2 separate regions of the Aedes albopictus genome follow, and region 1 is linked to region 2. Evidence: chromatin contacts called from public Hi-C data. All regions are on one chromosome and are shown on one strand. Each heading gives the region's core, a stretch centred on a gene start, on an enhancer-like site or on the middle of the called end of the contact. The rest is flanking DNA. Distances are from core to core; before and after follow the strand shown. Region 1 holds the start of LOC109429690 (mucin-5AC). Region 2 holds the start of LOC109429722 (peroxisomal membrane protein PEX16).

Evidence for each region. Hi-C and Micro-C count contacts between places; a contact is called where the count stands out from the background.
Region 1: a contact with region 2 is called in a Hi-C map of whole body, with 4 times the contacts expected there. The contact joins the promoter of LOC109429690 here to the promoter of LOC109429722 in region 2. A contact is called at or near these places in 2 of 3 Hi-C or Micro-C datasets (embryo and whole body).

The regions. Positions count from the first base shown.
Region 1 is chr1:230,065,553-230,068,586 of AalbF5, reverse strand. LOC109429690 (mucin-5AC) reads left to right here and starts at 1,764. Exons shown (of 7, transcript XM_019705704.3): 1 at 1,764-1,895; 2 at 1,987-2,256; 3 at 2,319-3,034. The coding sequence starts at 2,385.
Region 2 is chr1:229,797,099-229,800,213 of AalbF5, reverse strand. It overlaps LOC109429722 (peroxisomal membrane protein PEX16), which reads right to left and starts at 1,667. Exons shown (of 4, transcript XM_029870866.2): 1 at 1,259-1,667. The coding sequence starts at 1,388.

The sequences.
Region 1 (3,034 bases), core at 515-3,014, 270 kb before region 2:
TATGATACGACGAATAATAAAAACAAAACGGAAATATTTCACCACATCTGTTTTACCGACCCGAAAAAATGTACACCCCTGCGGGCATTTGTCGGGCACTGTCAAATTTGCTCACGATTAACTGAATCATTGTTTACTTTCGTCGTATTTTTTATTCACTGGAACGGGAATCGAACAAATTGCCGTGGCCAAAGTTGTTTCCGAAAGATCACGGTGTTTATCCACTACACCATGTGGAACCTGTGCTCGCGGTTGACTGAAATTCGATGGTGTTGTGAAGGTGATTAAGCAGTTAACGAGGAGAACCGAGGGGAAGATTTATAGTCTTTACTATGAAGACAGTAGCTCCAGTGGAAAAATCCCCTGAAAATCCCTTTGGAGATTCCGGTTTTGCATGTGATCCGGTAAGTTTGCAGTAATTAGCCGAAACAAGCTGCAGGCATGGAAACAGCATCCGTCAAGCGAAGCAGCTCTTAGTGACAACCGAGGTGACAACGCGTTCTCTGGTAGAGCAAATTGGAGCTATCAATGTTGTGCAGTTTATTTTGTCTGCTCAGAAGTATCGAATCCTGTCACTATTACACACAATATGGAAACAACATGTGCATTTCATGCTTACTATGGCCATTGTATTGTTTAAACATTGTGAAAACTCACGAAAGCTAAACTGCCCATAACTGCATAACAGTCACATTCGACAAAAGTAGGCATTGGAGAAAATTGAGCTCAAAGTTTGCAACTTGCACTAGTATGGAAAAGGATCTAAATTTCTAAAATTTGGCAAAAATTCAAAGTAATTTACTTCGCAATGAAATCTTCTACAGCTCTTCTTGTATGCTGGGCGAATAGTTCAAAAAAATATTAGAGCAAAATATGATTGGTTGTACATTATGAGACGTTATGTATTTCCAGTGTGACTGTTATGCGGTTACATTCGTTAATATTTGTTAATGAGACAAAACGACTTGGTATTTTTTTCACATTTTTTGGAACAAACTTGTAAAGTTCATTTGGATAGATGAAAGTACTGATGATTTGGAGATGAGCCCCGGTATCAACTCAATTTTGACAAAAACTGCAAATGTTACAAATATGCAGTTATGGGCAGTAAAATTAATCGTCGAACTTGCAAAAAGGAAAGATAAACAATTATTCATATATCGTTAATGGTATCGTTATCATAAGTGTAATAATACTCGTAAAGTATTGAATAATGTCAATTCAGAAACTTCAATCATCGAATCATAAACCCATCGTTGCTGTTGTAATAATCATTCCACGAATTAAATTCTTATGATATGAACGATAGCTTGAACGATATATTTCTATGCGGGTATACGTCGTTTTCAAAATTTGTTACTGAATTCTAGTTTCGGCGTTGCCAACCTTCCAGATTTATCTGGATTTATCCAGATTTTTGAGGTCTCATTTAACAAAAGTCTGGAAGATCCAGACATTTATTTTCCGGATTTGTAAGGTTTTGCTCGGAATTTGTAAGGTTTTTGCCCGGAATTTGTAAGGTTTTTACGCAAATCCAGACTTTTCCAGACAAATCTTCCTAAATCATCCAGATTTTTCCAAAATTCACCTGGCGCTAGGATGTTTCGTGTAGCTTGTTTGTTGCTGACAGTCAGTGGCTGCGTTATTTGTTGCTCCGTTTTGACTAGTCCGTTCCACCCACAATTTCCAATTGGAACGACTGTCAGTTGTGTTTGTGTGTGTGAAATCATCTTTCATTGTGTAATGTGTCATTCATAAAACAGTACTCCGTTGTTGCTCAGCCAAAGCAGCATCGACGAAAACGACGGAGCACCAACAGAGAGCAGGCCACCAATGAGAAGGAAAGAGTTGGAAAATACAGGTGTGTTGCAGCCAGAGTACCAGCAGGGCCCAGAGTGAGTAGTGTGTCATATTTTTTTCCCTGGTCTATCATTCAAGTGAGCGAATTTACCTGGAACGGAACTTTAATTGATTCTCCATTCGCAGTAGAAACAAAGGGGAAAAGAACGGAGTTCCTGAGTTCGGTGGCTGGTAAAAGTGCTATATTTGTGGCAAGGTAACGTCCGACTACATACAACGGAAGTTGGCCTTTGTTCAGGAGTTTTGGATGTGAAGAAAAAGTGTTTCTTCGAGCTGCACCATCATCGATCGATTTTGCTTGGATGGCTGGTTGGTTGGCAGCTGCGAGAAAAAGAGTTTCTGGAAAATTTGCTGGAAACGTCATATGATTAGGTTGTTGGAGCTAATTTCAGGAAGGTTAGTTTCTTTGTTTAATGCATGCTATTTTGATTGTTAATTTTTAATTACCTCATTTACAGATACTGAATTCAGTCCTGATTCATCATAATTAGATATAACGAGAGAAGTTTCAAGGTCACTACAATATGTCTAGTCAAATTCCTCCACTGGTTTGTCATACTCCGCCTCCAATGGATTTCGACGATGAGGAGGAGGATGAAGTGGATTTGCCGGACCCGGAGGATGATTTTGACGACTTCAATTCGGTACCACCTGCCGAAGGAAGTGAAGATTTGCCAACGCCTGTGCCACCTCCACTGCCTGATTTCGATTCCCCTGTGAGACGAGTCCGAAAATCACCTTCGGTAGAAGGAAGTCCACGGAAAGAAGAAAAAGTCATTTCGCCTCTTCCGATCCCACAAGCCGTACCGGAAGATGTGACATGTGAAGTGGAACCGGACCAATCGAGGAACGAAAGTCCACCGTCCTTGATACTATCTCAAAACAACTTTTCTGAGAATGATGTTCCAAGTGATGACGAATTTCAAGATTTCGCTTTTCACCCACCGCAACCACAAGAAGAGTCGAGCATACCGGGAGCCGAGGACAATATTAGCATACCGTCCTTGCACCTAGATGCAGAAGTTTCGAAATCTGCTACACCAGTTCAGCTGTCAGAAAATGAAACCAGCGAACGGGATTCTTCACCTCAAGAACTCGACCCGGACCATCCGGCCCCGGAAGCGGTTCCGGATCCCGCCGCCATCACCCCTATTGCGGCCGAAGATCCCTGTAG
Region 2 (3,115 bases), core at 418-2,917:
CGTGGACGGATATAGCCGTTGATTTTATGGGCCCTCTCCCCTCAGGGCATTCACTGTTCGTCATAGTTGACTACTATAGTCGATTCACAGAAGCGGTGGTCATGAGATCAATTACAGCTGCGCGAACTATTGAGGCCTTACACGAGACATTCAGTAGGTTTGGGCTTCCTGAAAGTATTAGGTCAGACAACGGACCACAATTCATAAGCGATGAGTTCAAGTCATATTGTGAGGAATATGGAATCACATTGCTGAGAACAACACCTTATTGGCCACAAGCTAACGGCGAAGTGGAGAGGGCGAATAAAACAATCTTGAAACACCTCAAGATAAGCCAAGAAACGGAAAATAACTGGATGTGGGATCTACGATCGTTTCTGTTAATGTATAATTCAACTCCGCATGCATCAACCGGAGTCGCACCGTCAACATTAATGTTTGGACGCCTTTTCCGTGACAAGTTGCCTGCTTTCGGCGATAAAACTCTGCGAACGGATCAAGAAGCTGTATGCGACCGAGATTGGGAGAGGAAACTTAAAGATGCGGAATATACGAACACACGCCGTCAAGCAAAATCATCTGAACTGAGAGAGGGAGATGTGGTAGTATGCAAACGAATGACAAAAGAAAACAAGTTGTCCACCACGTTTGCTCCGGAAGAGTATGAAATAAGGGAATTAAACGGGTCAGATGCTACACTACGATCATTCGAAACAAATCGAGAAGTACATCGAAACGTAGCACATCTGAAGCGGTTGCCAAGCCATCAATCAAATCAAAGCCAAACACCGGGAGATTCGACACCAGCGCCAGAGACTTCGAGTACAACATCGAGTGCTGCCAACAACGAATCACTGGACGTCCCTCCATCAGTGCAAGACGAGAGTATAGCTATCGACGAAGATATTGAGCCGATCAACATCACGAGGCCAACCAGGACACAACGAAGGCCCGCATACTTGAACGAATATCATACAGATGCAGTTTGTGACTATTCAGAATAGGGGGGATGTCGGAGCCAACTAGGCCCTTTATGAAATACATAATTAACATAATCAGAGATTTGGCAACACTTCCTGACGAGATCAGTCAGTTAGAGATACGGACGGACAGCGCGACGTCGTGGCCGCGAGGTTAAAGAATAAAGTAAGTTTTATCAGGAAATTATAGGTTTATTACTCGATCGATCCGACAACTATTATAGGTGGCAATTCTTTGTATTGGCGCTTAATGATGACGCAGGTACATAAGTACTTACCGGCTATGAAGTAGGATAACCATTTCACCGTCATTTCCACGTCCCCCAGGGCGGAGGGATTTCCGGACACCCACTTGACATATTTGCCGTACAAGTTGCGTAGTTCATTCCACGGCATGGAGGATTCCATTATTGATTAGCACTAATCTTCTAATATCTCACTTAATTCCATACAATCACTTCGAGGTCACGGTTTTTTTTTATCAAAATCCAGACACACACCTTTGCAGAGATCAAAGGTTGAATGGAAATAATTACTGCTTGTTATGTACTGATGATAAACGATCGACGAAGGGTCGAAACATCCGACACATTAGAAGGTAAATAATGACTGCGGACTAGTCTTGTCACCGAAAGAATGCAAAAGAAAACACGAAAGAAACGAGTGACAGGTATGAATGAAATTTTATAAATAATAGTATACTATTTATTTTTACACACTTCACCGTTTTGTCCTGCCATCAGAGAGAGCGGCATGCGTTAGTGATTAGAGATGCTCAAATGAACAAGGGGCGAGTCAATGGGGATAAAGTTTATGTTAAAGTTGTATTTTTTTTTGTACTACCCAGTTGTGAAGTTAACGTGAATTAAACTGCAGCCTTTCTGCTGGTTTAGAGGAAACGGCGGAAAACGTTTTGTTTGTTTGCCCGCGTTTTCACACAATAGAGGCTTGCAGCAAAAACAAAATCTCATCGAATTCTCATACGATTTGTAAACATTGCCCTCTTTTTTTGCGGGCAAGGACGGCTTTATGGACCGACACACGTTATGTCTGAACCAGCAGATTATAAAAATCAAATGTACATAGGGTTTCTTTCCATAAAACATCACAACCTATGCTATATTATCATATGCGGAAACTTTTAAAATAGTTCATCGGGGAAAATTTGATTTTTCATCTTTTTAACTGTTTTTCATACAAAATTTCATGAAATTCTCATTTTTGCCCCATTTTTCTCCCATACAAAATGTATGGAAAAATTTTCACCGATAGAATATTTTGAAACCTTCTGCAAATGAAAATATGGCTTGAATACTGATGACTTATGGGAAGAAATCCGATGTACATTCTAACTTTATTATCTGCTGGTTCAGACATAGCGTGCCACGCCGAAGGAAAGAATGAGAAGGAGATAATGATGATGTGCAAGCTCCCATGCATGACCGCATGCTTTCCACATGCAGGGAGGACACAACTCCGGACAATCTTGTCCAGAGGATGTGTAGGGATGAGTTTGGCTGGAATGCCGTTTCAACGGCTATCATCCACACAGTCGTAGAGCTACAGAAGAGGAGAATGGCCAATGCAGAGGCTACACAATAGGTGGTCCAAGGGTTCGGAGTCGGCTCCCTATGCCAACACGGTTTGACGTCTGTCAGTTGTTGCAGTTAGCGAATAACATTCGATAACCGAAACATAACATGTTGCACTTATCAAACGTCTACTGAACTCAAATTTAAAACGAAAGCTAAAAAAAAAAATATGCCAAAAAAAAAATTTGATTTTACAGAATAGAAAAACACGATTTAAGCAACAATAACATTTTTTGTCATTTCATTGTTACGAATCTCTTGTACCGGCTTTTCGAGAGGGTTACAGCACAGACAAACAGACGTAACACTCTGATAATTCCCATCGTACTTCGATTTAACGATCTTTTTCAAAATTTGATAGTTGGCCAACTACTCACCTGTGGCGCTCACATCGTTGTTGTTCGAGTTTGACGTTTGCTCACTACCGCCACCTAGTTGATGGTCGGCCAAACTTAGTCATTTTAGCATTGGGCGAATATGTTTCCGTGACTATGATTTGAATCGAAAAATGTTCTAAGCGAGGTTCTAAGTGTTACGTCTGTT